2 separate regions of the Sus scrofa genome follow, and region 2 is linked to region 1. The links are chromatin contacts, called in public HiChIP or PLAC-seq maps. All regions are on one chromosome and are shown on one strand. Each heading gives the region's core, a stretch centred on a gene start, on an enhancer-like site or on the middle of the called end of the contact. The rest is flanking DNA. Distances are from core to core; before and after follow the strand shown. Region 1 overlaps CALD1 (caldesmon). Region 2 has its middle 42 kb from the start of BPGM.

Region 1 (4,637 bases), core at 1,084-3,583:
CTACTACTGGTAGGCACAAGAGACTATTAAACTAATACATCTTCAGTTCAAAACAGATAACAATATCCTGGATAATGAATGTCAATAGGATATAACCATCATTTCAGGAAATAAAACATTTACCAGATTACGAAAGAAAATAAAATCCTTCAGATGGGGTATGTTTAGCGGATGGGATGGTGTGGAGGTGGGGAGAGAAAGGCGTATCAGTGTCTTAATATCTAAATCAGATTGACTGTCCAGTCTGGTTAGTTGCTTCAAATGGCCACACAGGAATTAAGCTAGAAAGACTGAAAAAGAGTTGAGTTGAGTCAAGAAGGAAACGCGTTGGCTCAACATAGCCCTTTCTTCAGACAGGCTAAGAAGCAACGGAGACCTTCTCCCTTTCAAAGAGGACAGTACCTGTTCTGGGTATTGACCTCCACCTGGTCGGTCACCTGCCCCAAGGATTCTTCCTCTTGCTTCTGCCGCAGCCTTTCCTGCCGGGCGCGGCGGCGCCGTTCCCGGGCGGCCTCTTCCTCATCATCGTCGTTCCTCTGGTAGGCGATCCTGCAACATCACAAAGACCATCTCTTGAGCCTGCCAACTGCCCACTCTCTTCATCAGCTTTGTGGCAAGATCAACCCTGAACTTGACCACTTACGGAACCGCAGAATTCTAAAAGGACAGTTCTATTCTTTAAGTTTAGAGACCTGATCTGACTAGCTTTCAAACTTTTAAGTATCTGAAATGCATTAGTCCAAGAGCTGCAGAGGATAATTTGCAATGATCAAATAACCGCTTAAACTAAAAAAATGTACATAAAAGCAACTGCCTTTGGAGATTGCAGGTTAGCATATTTGGATTTCTTTACGAAGCTGATGGTTAACATGTAAGATTTAGAAGCAGAAACCCAAAGCGTTGAACTGAATGTAATCCAAACACCGCTTAAAAAGATTCAGCATGTTGTACGAATTATTTGTGGAGATGTTGTCACAAAGGTCAGAAAAGAATCAGGTTACCAAACCAGGGCTTTGGGATTAAGAAGCCAAATCACTAATTAAAATCCAGAGCAGGATATCCTCTTTGCTTGGATTTCATTTTTTCCGTTTAGTTCTTTTTCACTGAAGGTGTTATTGACAACATACAGGAGGCTTCACAGTTGGTGCAATGCCCTCTAAGGCCCTTCTTTTGTTCTAAAATGGGCTTTAATGTCCCATGCCCCACACGCTGGGCATATCATGGAATCCACAGGTGTACATTCAGGTAAAAATCTAAGGGCTGAGGCAGGTAGAAGGGGCCCACAGGGTTTTGCGTGCACACATGGTTTTTAGCTTTTGTAATTTATCTGAAGTAAAGACCTATTTAGGGAAATTATACAATCAATATCACTAGTTAGATAAGTGTCCCTTACACTTATTACCAAGTAAAGAATCGGAGCTGGGGAACTCCAGATGCTCAGACTCAAGAGGATGTGGGAGTTCTTGTTGTGGCTCAGTGGTTAACGAATCCAACTAGGAACCATGAGGTTGCGGGTTCGATCCCTGGCTTCACTTAGTGGGTTAAGGATCCAGCGTTGCTGTGAGCTGTGGTGTAGGTCGCAGGAGGGCCTCAGATCCCGCGTTGCTGTGGCTCTGGCATAGGCTGGTGCTACAGCTCCGACTGGACCCCTGGCTTGGGAACCTCCATATGCCATGGGTGTGGCCCTAGAAAGACAAAAAAAAAAAAAAAAAAAAAAAAAAAAAAAAAAGGAGAAAATGGCTTGCTGCTTTGGAAGAGGCCTGTGTGCTGAGATACAGAGTGCTGGGGAGGTATGTAGTGCTGGCTGGTCCAGGGAAGAGCCAGTCTGATGGTTCCACAGGTTGCACTGGAGCTGTGTTGTGCAGCAGACGGCTTTTTACACTGGTGAGTTAATGTGCTTTTTTTTGTCCATGCCCTTGGTATGAGCAAGTTTCCGGTCCAGGGATCAACTCCCACCGCAGCCAGATCCTTAATCTGCTGAGCCATCAGGGGACTCAAATGTGCTTTCCTTACAGTGTTACTTACATATCTACAAAGAGAAATCCAGATACGTAAATGCTTCAAGCTTACCAATGATGACAAAGCTAAAATAATTTACAAATGAAAGAAAACAAAACAGAAGAACCATAAAATGTAGACAACAAAAAAAACCTAATATGACTGATGATAGTTTGCTCATGTTAGATTTACAAATAAGGTATTTTTATCTATCTATCTATCTATCTATCTATTTATTTTCTGGGGCCAGAAATCAAATTCGCACCATAGCAGCAACCTAAGGCACAGCAGTGACAATGCTGGATCTTGAAACTGCTGAGCCACCAAACTAGGTATTTTTAGATCCAGGTCAGAAAAGAATCAAGTTACAAAATCAGGAAGTTAGATGACTTCATCTGTTTCCATCTTTTGACTTCAATTATACAAACGTTATGAACATTTTTTTCACCCAGATATCTTACAAAAACCAAGATGAACAATTCTGAAGGTTGGTTTATTTGTTCTTCGCTGCTTCAGAAACTCTGACTTCATACTTGCTAAAATGTGCTAGTGTGCAATACTCGGATGCCAATATAAATAAAATGTTACTTAGTAATTCTATAAAACTGACTGATTTATTTCCATAAATGTGGAGAGAAGGTGGCAGTGTGATATACTTAAATGATGATTAGGTTAGTGCTCAGGAAACCTGATTTCTAGAACTGCTCTCGCACCAGCTTGCAGGCCTTTGGCCTGAATTAAACTGTCTTGTCTCAAAGTGGGTGGCAATCAGATGAAATCACAGGTATGCTGTGGGCAGGCATTCCACACGGTAATATTTTGTCGTTCTTAGGAAAGTGCAGTGGAGGAGCTGCTTTGTGAGGAAAGATGAGTTCAATTTTAGGCCTGTTGAGCTTGAGGTGACAGCATGACATGATTCGAATGTTCCTTTCTAATTCAATCACATTGTAGCTTGCAGTCAAAAGCCCTTCCCAGTGGTTTGGCTTCAGTCTTTAGATTCTTGGCCTAATATTCCTTTGGCTTATTTCTCAGTAGACAGCTTTAACCACAGCAAGAAGAATGAATCCTTAATGACTGCTTCCCAAGCTAATCAAACAGGCAGTCTTAATTTGCCCTTCTGCATCTCTGGATCGGCCATGAGGAGTTGGCTATTACTTGGGGCCCTTCTTCTTCCAAGACAAGCAAGAGATAAAAGCTCCACATGGGACACCCTAGGCCAAAAACCAAATTCTCCCTTCTCCTAAATGGACGCTCTTTTGAAGCTCCTAATTTCCCACTGTATTTGAACAAATGGAGGTGTTATTGGTTTCCTCCTCCCACTTACCCAACGTGCCTCGTGGCAGATGCTGTTGGCTTTTAGCTCTGACACGACCTAGATTTGCCATCTCTCTAGGCCAGGTCACACTCAACCTTCCTTTATCACCGATTTCTCACCAGAGATCACATCCACTGCTTCTTCTAACTCTTCTCCTCGCTTGGTATAGTTTAAAGTTTACAATCCCTTTCCATTGAGAGACTCTTGCCTAGGATACACAGTTGCCAGAGCTAGATTTTTGAGAACCTGTTTACTGCTACTAATAAAGAAACATGTTAAAATTGTTTTCAAAGTTAAAGACAAGAAGGAGCCAAAATGGTTTCAGGGTATTTTGAATCGGAACATGTCCGGTTGCTGGCTCAATAACCTATCAGTTGACTTTATAAGTGAAATTGTGTCTGTGCCAAATGACTTGATATGTGTGGAAATTCTTCAGATGTGAGCCTCCCTACATTAGCTTTCAGAGAGCAGAGCAAACAGTGGTTGCCTAACTTTCAGCCTTCTCCTGTGGCAGTTTGCCTTCCTACTACCACCAGAGGTTTCTTGTTTTTCTTTAGAAATTGAAAAAATCTTAGTTGTTAATTTCTGTCTGCTTCTAAAAGTAACATACACTTATTATTTTCATAAACTAGACAAGATGTACAAAAGAGAAAGTAAAAACCAATCAGCTCCCCAATCACGCCACTCAGATGTGAACATGAATAATATCTGATGTATTCTGCCAGAACTTTTCCTATGCATGCACAGATAATTTAACTCTGTTTTTGCTTTTTTCTTTTTTTTTCCACAGCTGCACCTGCAGCATATGGAAGTTCCCAGGTTAGGGGTTGAATCTGAGCTATAGCTGCTGGCCTACACCACAGCCACAGCCACACAACATGGGATCCTCTAACCCACCGAGCAAGGCCAGGGATTGAATCCGCATCCTCATGCATACCAGTAGGGCTTGTTACCACTGAGCCACAACTTTTGATATTTTAAGTTTTAACAAAGTGGGATCACGTTATATATATTATTTTAGAAGCAGTTTCTTTAATTTACCTTATTTATGACTATCTTAATACATTAGTAACATATAATTTCAACAGCAACACAGAGTATTCTACGAACACAGTAACTATTTGAATGTACCATAATCTATTTAGCCAGTTTTCTGGTGGACAGTTAAGATGTTTCCAACTTGATGTTCTTACAAACAATGCTGCAAAGGACACCATTATCAATATATAATTACTTATCTAGGAAAAGCTCTCAAAAGTTAGAATTTCTGAGTTTCAAAGTATACTCATTGAAAGGCTTTTGATACACCTTGACAAACTGCCTT
Region 2 (4,439 bases), core at 893-3,392, 240 kb after region 1:
ATGACATATGCAAGTTCCCAGGCCAGGGATTGAATCTGAGCTGGAACTGCAGCATTGCTGGATCCTTAACCCACTGTGCCAGGCCAGGGATCAAACTGGCATCTCTAAAGAGACAAGCCAGATCATTAACCCACTGTGCCACAGTGGGAACTCCCATATTTTAAAATATTTTTTGTTATGAAGTTATATTTGTCAAGTACATACAATGTTTGTTAGCTTGACTGATATTTTAAAATATTTGGACAAATAGTGTGTGGCTCTTTACTGTGCTCTTGTATTGGGCCTCACAGACATTCAAGATGGGCCTGGAGAGCAGTTATATGAACAAAATTGTTTATCAAAGCAGAACATTGGAAACATCTAAACATTTCCCTTTGGGATGTTTAAATTCTATCTAAATCATGAAACAGTATTTATCCATATAATAATATTTTTGAAGCCTATGAAGCATGAAGAAATGCTTATGAATAAAATACAAAATCAAATGTAAATTAAGAATATCTATGTGAAAATACTTATAGAAAGAATTGATGAAATAGTTATCAAGATTATAGGATTAAGGAGTTCACTTATTTTCAAAATATATTACAACATTTAACTCCATAGTTTGAATAAAAAGCGAGAACATGATTCATTAAATAACCTGTTTCCACAGCATTCTAGCAGCTGCCTACAGAGACATGCTGAGCTAAAGGGCTACTCAGCCTCACCTGCCTTCCTGTCCATCAGCAGCAAGTTTCCATGTCTGCTTCCAGGGATGGGCACAGTGGGAAGATAGCCACAAAGCTCAGTATAAAGATCAAACATCTGCTAGACAAGAAATATTTTAAAGAGTAAATCTACAGAAAAATGGACAGTGCGATACTCAAGAGGGATAAACTGGGGGGATTCTGGAAAGTAAGTTTGCATGACCTTGTCTGGCATCCATCTTCATGAGCCAGAGAACTTGAATTCACTCAATTCTTCTGCCTGAAGGAACAGGTGAGATCCAGCACAGGTAAATCAGAGGGCTCTGTGGGAGCCTAAGAATCCTGAGGGATAAGCAGATGTTAGGCAGGAAATAAAAAGAGAGCAAAGGGGGGCAGGTGATGGAGAGGAGACAAATGCAAAGGCAGAAGCTGAAAAAATTGCTGGTGCCTCGCAAAGTCTGCGTGAAGTTCTGTGTGGTAGACCTTTGGGAAAGTCACCCTAGCAAATCTTTCAGAAGATTGGCGGACAGTTAAAGTGGAGGCAGAGAGATCAGCTAGAAGACTGTTCAAGTGTTTAAAGAGAGAAAAGCTGTGGATGTGACTCAAGGCCTGAGCAGTGAGATGGAGAGGAGATGAATTTGCAAAGTATGAGGAGAGAGAATCAATAGGACTCAATAAGTACTCAGAAGAAGGAAAGTCAAGGGTGATGCCAAGTGCTGCCCAAATATCTGAGCATATCTATAGGACCAGTGTTGCCAGACAAGTCTCCAGAAAGCAACAAGGACTTGGTATTCATTTATATTTCAGATTGAAAACTATCTGCCTCTTTCCCAGGTTACAGTCCCATGGGGATCCATGATGTTTATATTTTATGCTTACACAGGCTGAGCTCTGTAGTTACATAATCAGAGAAAGAAATCCCACAATCAGTTCCAGGACTCTTTAGACATGACCTTTTGTAAATAGCCAGAGCAAGAGTTATAGTCAAATCCAGAGGCATTTATGAATAAATACTGACCCCCAGTGTCTAGATGCAGAAATAAAGATTACATAAAGATTTAAAATACCAAGATTATCGGGAGACTACTTGGACTTCCAGCTACAAATCCAATTCAGAATCCCTGAGTGCTTCAGAGACAAAAATATGAATATTTCACTATACCAATGGCTAGTGGCTGTCTGGAGAACTCTAGTGAATATTCTGTAGAATAAGTGTGAGAATGGATTAAAAGACCCCAATCGTGGGTGTATAACTACGTGATGGCCTTGACCCTCTCTGCTCCAAAGTCCAGGTTTAACTGTTCCAAAGATTCTTCTCACTAAAAGGATAGATTTTATGCAAATAATGTGACTGATGGAAAAATCTAGCTGTATCTCATTCCCCACCTGGGTCAACATTATATCAGGAGTTCCCGTGGTAGCTCAGTGGAAATGAATCTGACACGTATCCATGAGGACACAGGTTTGATCCCTGGCCTCACTCAGTGGGTAAAGGATCTGGTGTTGCCATGAGCTGCAGTGTAGGTTGCAGATGAGGCTCTGAACTAGCAATTGCTGTGGCTATGACGTAGGCCAGCAGCTACAGCTCTGATTTGACTCCTAGCCTGGGAACCTCTATGTGCCCTGGGTGTGGCCCTAAGAAGACAAACAAACAAACAACATTACATCAAATGGCGTTTCCTGCTTCCTCTCAAGTGGATGCAGGGTAGCGTGGTGGGCAGGTATGCCCTTTTCACTGTGTGGCTAGAATGAATTCATGAAAAACTCTTGAGTAAACTCTGCAGCAAAATAGCCCCTTTGGCTGGAGTTGCTTCATGGTGAGAAAGTGACCCTCCAACACCTTGGCCTGTAGTTGCTGCAGCTGCTGTCAGAGGGCGTCTCTTTTCCACACACTGGAAACTGGGTGCTAGCCCTTTGGAGACAAGCTTATGTCACATTCTGGTCTATACTGAAGTTTTTAAGGACTTGGTTTTGCAGAAAATTAAATGAAGCTGTCTTGAAAAGGTAGAGCTTCCTTTGTGAAAACAGCACCTTTTTTTTTTTTTTTAACAGGGTCTTTTTAATGAATCTTATTTTTAAAGTAGGAAAAGATTTAAGTCTTAAGTGGCCAGCCCTAATGTAAATAAAAGGCACACCCTTGGTACCAACAGACCCCATGTGACTTCTGTCTGGGGCAATGTGAAACATTCATTACAAGCTATTGCCTCTCATCAGTCTTAGGAGAAGGAAGCAGAGAGGAAGAGTAGAGACCACAGCTCCTTGGAGGTCACACAGATTCAAGCTGGGCTATGACACTGAGCTGAGTGATGCAAAGGCCACTTGGGAGGTGGTTGCTACAAAGAGAAAATCCAAGGAAACAGAGGCCCAGAGATTAAGTAGAGATTAGGAGCCAAACAGTGGCTTTAAGAAGGGTAGGATGCTACCCTAAAGCGTTAAGGGATTAAACTAGAAGGTTTTGCATAAGGAGAAAGAAATCCCATGACGTTTGTTCAGCTACAAGGTGATGGCAACCATAACCCTGCCTGTGACTTGTATTAGCAGAGAAGCTACTTGTTGTTCTGATGCATAACTGTAGCACCAGACCTAGCGGAAATACAACAAATGTACAACTTGTTTCTTTACAATATAATACAGACTTAAGAAGTTTTTCCTTTACCCAACAAAGACAGAAATTTCCAAAAGAATAAAAAGTGCAGAAACCGGGCACCTTTATCCAGGCGCTGCATCTAGCAAAACATGTTTTAGTGACTGACTTAATTCAAGTTTGCTTTAGTTGCTTCTTTTCAATTTTTTTTCCTCCTGTCACTTTTTTTCTGGTTTTATTTTGAAAAATGTCAAAGCTACAGAAAAGCTGGAAGAATAGTGCAACATTATAAACTCCTTCCTCACTTCATCAATTATAACATTTACTAAATTTGCTTTCTGTCTCTCTTTAAATACAGAGGGACACTGTGTTGCCTGAATCGTTTGAATGTGAGTTGCAGACATAATGACACCTCACCCTTAAAATTTCCAACCACCTTGTCCTTTATAACTTTAATATCCAATTAAGTTTCAAATGTTAAAACCCTTTCCCCAGTGCAATGGTATTTGGAGGTGAGGCCTTTGGGAGGTAATTAGGTTTAAATGAGGTCACAAGTGTGGATCCCCCAAGGCGACACTGGAGCTCTTAGAAGAGACCAGAGCCCCCTCCCTCTCCACCTTGTGAGGACACAGCAAAAAGGCATCTGTCTGAAAACCAAGAAGAGGGTTCTCAACAGACACTAAATCTGCCAGCACCTTGATCTTGAACTTCCCAGTCCCCAGAACTGTGAGAAATGTTTGTGGTTTTAGCCACCCAATCTGTGGTGTTTTTGAACAGACTAAGACAAATGTTCTGTAATCCATTATCATTATTCTTCAATCTCAAACTGTCCCAAATTTGTCACTTGAAGCCAATTTTGTGTCCCATCAGTCTTTGGGCATTTTCTTTTCTGACTCAAGATGTTCTAAGCTTGGAGTTCCCGTCGTGGTGCAGTGGTTAACGAATCCGACTAGGAACCATGAGGTTGCGGGTTCGATCCCTGGCCTTGCTCAGTGGGTTAAGGATCCGGCGTTGCCGTGAGCTGTGGTGTAGGTTGCAGACGCAGCTCGGATGCTGCGTTGCTGTGGCTCTGGCGTAGGCCGGTGGCTGCAGCTCCGATTCGACCCCTAGCCTGGGAACGTCCATATGCCGCGGGAGCGGCTCAAGAAATAGCTAAAAAGACAAAA

Evidence for each region. HiChIP or PLAC-seq counts read pairs in DNA pulled down with a chosen protein or histone mark.
Region 2: an H3K27ac HiChIP or PLAC-seq map of skeletal muscle shows a contact between it and region 1. The contact joins two enhancer-like sites. A contact is called at or near these places in 4 of 47 Hi-C or Micro-C datasets (liver, mesenchymal stem cells, omental adipose tissue and 1 more) and 1 of 2 datasets of contacts at active chromatin or transcription factors (skeletal muscle).

What each region holds. Positions count from the first base shown.
Region 1 is chr18:14,305,883-14,310,519 of Sscrofa11.1, forward strand. CALD1 (caldesmon) reads right to left here. Exons shown (of 15, transcript XM_021079167.1): 4 at 403-549. Among named protein-coding and RNA genes, the nearest start is that of AGBL3, 43 kb to the left of the region's middle. Within about 2 kb of position 2,334, at least 10 of the 83 cell types and tissues checked have an H3K27ac peak or open chromatin away from gene starts, as enhancers often do. A contact at or near this core is called in skeletal muscle, where this site is marked.
Region 2 is chr18:14,548,614-14,553,052 of Sscrofa11.1, forward strand. No RefSeq gene overlaps it. Among named protein-coding and RNA genes, the nearest start is that of BPGM, 42 kb to the right of the region's middle. Within about 2 kb of position 2,143, at least 8 of the 83 cell types and tissues checked have an H3K27ac peak or open chromatin away from gene starts, as enhancers often do. A contact at or near this core is called in skeletal muscle, where this site is marked.